Regions from separate parts of the Gossypium hirsutum genome. Here region 1 is linked to region 2. Evidence: chromatin contacts called from public Hi-C data. All regions are on one chromosome and are shown on one strand. Each heading gives the region's core, a stretch centred on a gene start, on an enhancer-like site or on the middle of the called end of the contact. The rest is flanking DNA. Distances are from core to core; before and after follow the strand shown.

Evidence for each region. A called contact is a pair of places that touch in the nucleus more often than the background predicts.
Region 1: a contact with region 2 is called in a Hi-C map of fibers, with 2.6 times the contacts expected there. The contact joins the promoter of LOC107954637 here to the enhancer-like site in region 2. A contact is called at or near these places in 11 of 34 Hi-C or Micro-C datasets (anther, callus, fibers and 3 more).

Annotation. Positions count from the first base shown.
Region 1 is chrD07:27,335,004-27,338,118 of Gossypium_hirsutum_v2.1, reverse strand. LOC107954637 (U-box domain-containing protein 3) reads right to left here and starts at 1,826. Exons shown (of 5, transcript XM_016890252.2): 1 at 1,629-1,826; 2 at 253-536. The coding sequence starts at 528.
Region 2 is chrD07:27,210,303-27,213,798 of Gossypium_hirsutum_v2.1, reverse strand. No RefSeq gene overlaps it. Among protein-coding and RNA genes, the nearest start is that of LOC107954609, 13 kb to the right of the region's middle. Within about 2 kb of position 1,723, at least 5 of the 9 cell types and tissues checked have an H3K27ac peak or open chromatin away from gene starts, as enhancers often do. A contact at or near this core is called in fibers, where this site is marked.

The sequences.
Region 1 (3,115 bases), core at 577-3,076, 120 kb before region 2:
GTGTTGCATTTGCATGATATAGATTTTCTTGCATTCTACAAGAAACCGGGTCATAGTTGCAATCATGTCATTCAAATTCTCTTCTATGAACTATAATATTCTACAAACTGAATCTTCAGAGAATCTCAGTCTGAAGGAGAACATTTAGATACTTAATACTGATTATGATCTTCATTAAAGTGACTGAGCATCAATCCTTAGCTCATCAAGCATATCTAAAATGTATTCAGTAAAGACTAAAATGAAACTTACCCTGTGAATTTTGCTCATCTTAGGACACCAGTGCTCCATGAATTCTCGAGCCTCATTAACAAGCATATCTAGCTCTTCGCACTCTTTGTATAGGATATCATCTGAAGGTATCTCGCACTCAATAACATCATCAAGCAGTGGTTTCAAAAGTTTTAACACAATAACCATGTTCCTATAATCTTTTTCGACAGGAGCAACTTTTATTGTCTGACATGATACCAGATGAATGAATCGAGATATACTGTTTACAAGACAACTCACTGAGGTTGTGTCCATCTGACCTGCTTTTCATGGAGCATATCAGAAAATTTTAAAAATTAGTACAAGAGTGCCCTTTAAAAAACACAAGTTTGCATATTTGATTGTGTTGTCTTTTTCCCATACTCTCTACTCGAGCAGAAAGATCGTACACAGACAAAAACATTCACTGCTGTGAAAATTATTAGTTTGCCACCACCATGGAACTTGGCCTTTTTTCCCTACCATGTAAGGAAATCCACTTTGACTAAATTTCCAATTTAAATATATATAATATTTTCTAATTTTAAGTATAAAACAAAAGGCTTCTGACTATTGCCAATGGGAAGAACACACATCAATTATTCTAGAAAAAATATCATTCATTGCATTTTCCATGATGACTTTTTTCTCATAGAGTCTAAGGAAATATTAGACTGACTTTCCAACAAAAGATAAAATAATATAAATAAAATAAAAGATCAGATCAGATCTTCCCTTCATCAGAAAATATAATAGCTTGGGGACTGAAAAAAGGATTTTATCTACTGGTCTCAATGAAAAACGACACACGTATAACCACTGTGATCTTGAATGACAAAATAATAAAGCTAGTAAAGTTTTATACGAAAACGGTTGTGAATAAAAAAAAAGCTTGATAAAAGTGTAAAGTATAATACACAGCTCCATTGTTTCTTAAGAGAGGGAAAGAAACAAAAAAAAAATGAAATCTTAAAACCTCAAATTATTCATTTAGTAGCTGAAGAAAGCTTGATAAGAGTTTTGAGCCCAACAATATCAAAAGCTGAGTATAAAAGAGCTACTATGAGATCAAGAAAAGGGTGTTATGTAAGCTCACTGAATCAAGGTAAAAAATAAAGAATTTTTTGTTCTTAACTTCAATTAGAAACATGATTCAAATACTACCCAAGTCCATACTTATGAACTAACAAAACAAAAGCACAAAATTCACCTGAAAGCAGGACCATTTCCCAATGCTTAAATCCAATTCAAAACAACAAAACCAGTTTATATAAAGAAAACACCCAGCAAAGTACTTTTTAAAAATATATAAAATGTATTGAGAAATCCACATTTAAACACACAGAGCAAGCATCTTTTTAACATTGAAAGCATACCTCTTTCTTGAAGTTGGTTTACGCTTGTAAAACAAAGAAAGCACAGATCCTGATGTACATTTGACTAATGAAAAATGAAAAAGAAAATCCCTTCAATGGAAATGATCAAAATTTAAATCTTTAACATTCAAGCTCTGAATTTTTTCCTCATAACAAGGCTGCATAAGAAAAAGAAGAGTGCTGCAGAAAACTGATGAAAAAAATTGAAAAAGAAAAAAATAAAAAAAGTAAACTGGGTGGGCCCTGTTTAGTTGATGATTTGTTGGGTTATGACTTATTGAGTAGAAAATTAATTAAGAGTAGGGGAGACTTGATTAATTAAGATTTAGTATTTAATCAAATGATTAGATAAAACAAAGACAAGAGCTAAGTCAAGGGGGAAGGACTTATGTTTTTTTTTTATGATTTGGTAAAATAATAAACTTAACTCTTAATTTTTACATCTATTAAATTGATTTTTTTAGTTAAATTTAATCCTTAACATTTTAAATAATATTAATTTTAATAGAAATACTAACTAAAAAGTTAATTTTTTTTAATGATGTTGGCATAGCAACCTAAAAATATATGTATACTTCATTCTGACATGACATTATTTATCTTATATGTCATATTAATAAATAATTTAAAATTTTTTAAAAAAATTGAAAAAATTAAATAAAATTAAAATTAAATAAACATAAAAATTCAAAAAAAAAAAAACTAGCAAAAAGTACATGTGCATTATTACGTAAGTTTGTCATGTTTAAAAAATTATCATTTAGTCAATATTTTTGTTAAAGAAATAATTCAACTCTTTTTCAAAGGTATATCAAATTTGACTTTTTTTTTTAGTTAAAAGACCAAATTTAGTTAAAAATAGAATAAAGGCCAAATTGAAAAAAAAAACTATAAACATTAAGGCTTTGCTTAGTAGAGTGAAAAAAAATTGGAAGGATAAAAAATTGAACCAGTAAACAACTAAAAGGATGGAAAATATAAATTTTCTTTCCATAGATGTGCTTGGTAAGAAAGATGAAAAAATGAAAAGAAAAATAATTTTCTTTCCTCATTTTTTAATAGAGTTGAAAATTGAAAGGAGATAAAATAAAACATTTAAAGAATACATAAATTTGAACTAACATACACATCTCTTATTTTCTATCCTCTTGTCATTCAAATTTGGAATGATTAGTTTTTATGTATTAGGACAAGAATTGATCATCTCTTCTATTTTGTTTTCTCTCATTTTTCTTACCAACCAAACACACTCAAAATTTATATTCTTTTCTGTAACACCCCGTACCCGAGACCGTTGCCGGAGTCGGACACGAGGGGGTTCACAGACTAATTTCGCTTACTATCGCAGTCCATTTTAAAAATTTCCAGGCAGTTGGCTAACTGCGTCACTGTCACCTTAAAAATCATATCTTGAGTTTCACAACTCGAAAATCAGTTTCGTAATTTTTCCCTGAAACTAGACTCATATGCCCATCTACATATTTTTT
Region 2 (3,496 bases), core at 474-2,973:
CATGAAACCTCTTACGACATTTGAACCACAACCTCGATATTCCTTGGCTTATGGCTTGCGACTTCAATAAAATTCTTTACGCCAATGATAATTAGATATGAAAATTCTATAATTATTGTTTTTTGCTTGAGAAATATTCTGTAAATGGATAATTTTTTATCGGTCCTCAATGATTGTTTTTTGCATGATTTAGGCTATGAATGGGGCATTTGGAAGAAACAAATATTAGAGAAATATTGGATAGGAGGTTGCCAATGATAACTGGATACGAAAATTCCCTAATGTCAGTGTGATGCATCTTTTACATTCTATTTTTTATCATTACCCAGTCCTTGTTAACGCAAAGGATTTTCACGCGGAGTATCACCCTTAGAAATGAAAATTCGAGGCCCATTGGATCATGGAGGATTCATGTGAACAAGAAATGGAAAGAATATGAAGTCATCCAGTAGGGTCAGTGCTAGAGAAACTTGTAGCTATGGTTGATGGATTATGGTCTTGGGCAACACAATTGAAACATGCAAATAAAACAAATGAAGCTAGCCTGAAAAGGAGACTCAAGGAACTTTATGAGTTGCACCCCAATGATGATGTTTAATGGAAATTGTTGACACTAAGCTTAAGATTAACTGAGAGGCTAATAAGGCAGAGCGGTACTGGGAACAGAAAGCCAAAGTCAACTGGTTGAATGAAGGGGATCGCAATACGTCTTTTTTTTCCAAAATTTCGCATCCAAGGGGCGTCGTGTTAATAAAATTAAATCTTTGAAGGATCCGGATGGTAGGAATTTATATGATCAAGAGGATTTAGAACGTGTGGGTATTTTGCTGACTTGTTCTCTTCACAAGGTGTCGGCAGTTGTGATAGTTTGCTTGAGGGTGTGTCCTGGTGTATTACAAAGGAGATGAATGCCTGACTACGATCACCTTTTACCGATGAAGAGATCTATGTGGCTTCGAAATGAATGCATCCAACCAAAGCTTCAAGAAAGGATGGTATGCCAACTCTTTTTTTCCAAAAGTTTTGGCATATTATTGGGTCTGAAATAATAGACTATTGTCACACTTCACTCAAAAATGAAATTCCCATGGATGTTATTAATTTTAAAAATATTGTATTGATTCCAAAGTGTAATATTCCCAACTCTATGGCTCATTTCCTTCCCATTAGTTTGTGTAATGTGATATATAAAATCGTCTCTAAGACAATTGCAAACTTCCAGAAAGTTCTACATTTATGTATCGACGAAGCTCAAAGTGCTTTTGTCCTGGGGCAATTAATTTCTAATAATATTATTATTGCTTATGAGATGTTCCATAGTTTGAAAAATAATAGGACCGGGAAAGTAGGCTCTTTTGCTCTGAAGCTTGATATGAGCAAACCCTATTAAAGGGTGGAGTGGGGTTTTTTGGAAAATGTTCAAGAAGATGGGTTTTTAGGATGATTGGGTGTCCCGAATTATGAATTGCATTACAAGTGTTAGCTACTCTATTGTCATTAACGGTAAACAAGATGATTGTTTTAGGCCATCTAGAAGGCTTCGCCAAGAGGATCCTTTTAGCCCCTATGTTTTTTTAATATGTAGTCAGGGTTTTTCCTCCCTCTTTGAAAAGGGCCTGTAATGAAGGGACTTTGAGAGGAATCAAGGCAAGTAGAGGCAGTCCACCATTGACTCACCTATTCTTTGCGGGTGATAGTTTGATTTTTGGACAAACCACGGTTGAATCGGTGCGCACTATCAGAAGAATAATTGATGAGTTTGCTAGTTGTTCGGGTCAGGGCATCAATTATGAGAAATTGGCCATATTTTTCAGTAGTAATACTTTCGAAAATGCTAAGGAAATGGTCGCGAGGGAGTTGTATCTTCAGAGTACCTTTTGTGCTGAAAGTATTTAAGGTTTCCTCCTTTTGTTGGTAGAAATAAAAGATTGATCCTTCAGGATATTAAGGATAAAATACAGAAGCGTGTTGTTAGGGTTCGAAACTATTATCACAAGGAGGTAAAGAGGTTTTTATTATATCTATTTTACAGGTTATTCCTGTTTATGACATGTCTTGTTTTTTACTGCCCAAATCTTTATGTCATAATATGGAATCAATTATTAGTAAGTTTTGGTGGCAAAAGGATAAGGATCGAAGAGGGATACACTGGTGCTCGTGGAGGGACCTTTGCATTTCGAAGAACAATGGAGGTACGGGGTTTAAAGACCTTGCAAAGTTTAATATTGCTATGTTGGTTAAGCATGGATGGCCCATTTTGATGAATCCTAACTCTCTCGTGGCGAGAGTGTTATGTGCTAAATATTTTTGCAATTCTGATTTTTTAAAAGCAAGGTTACGAAACCAACCTTCCTTAGTCTGGTGTAGCATATGGAGTGCTCGGGGTCTTTTGGAAAAAGGTTTTAAATGGTAAACTGGTTCTGGGAATAATGTGAGTATTTGGGAGGATTATTGGATATCAAGGGCAGAACCTCGCAAAATCCAAGCACCTCCAGTTAGTGGTTTACAAATGGTTGTTGATCTTATTTTACCAAATCAAAGACAATGGGATGATAATTTGATTCGATGATAATTTGATTCGTCCCTTCTTTGATGACTGACTACTGAGGATATTCTCTGTATTCCTTTAGCAAGTGAGCTGAGTGATGATAGGCTGGTTTGGAGCTGGGATAATACGGGTTTTTATACTGTCAAGTCTGGGTATAGGCTTTTTCAGAGTAATAATTGTACAGAAATACAGCCTACTGATAAAACCCTTTACGATAATATTTGGCAATTACAAGTGCCTTCAAAGATTAAAATTGCTAATTGGATATTTCTCAAAAATAACATTCCCTCTAGGCATAATCTTTGTATTAAAAGGGTCGCTTCTAATCTAGTTTGTTCTCGTTGTGGTGTGGGGGTGGAGGATGTCTTCCATGCTATCTGTGCCTGTCCATTTGTGTATAACGTGTTTGGGAAGTTGGATTTCGCCTAGGATGCGACTCAGGTCTCTGATGTAAATAGTCTTTTTGGCAGTATCTTCCAGACTTATACGGGAGACAAAAGAACATTATTTGTAATTACAACATGAGCATTATGGTTCTCTCGAAATAAACTCTTACATGAAGGAAAAAGACAGATTGTGGATGAATTGGTTACTTTTCTCAAGGGGTACTATTTGGAACTCTCGATGCATCAGAGCAGGATGGATCCTCCGATGGAAAAACATTTGAATTGATGGAAACCCCCTAAAGGTCCTATCCTGAAGGTCAATTTTGATGCAAGTTTTTGTAAAAATACCAACAGATCCAATAGTGGGACTGTAATAAGAAATGGGAAAGTCGGTGGTAGAATGGAAAGAATGAGGAGAAGAGGGCCTCACGGGTAATGACTGGGAAGATCGAAAAATTGGAAGAAGAAAGGATTTTTTGGTTAGACGCATGGAATTGGCTAAGCATTTTATTCGAACAAATATAGAACCAGAATGGATGGTTTTATGTCTATTACCGGTTCT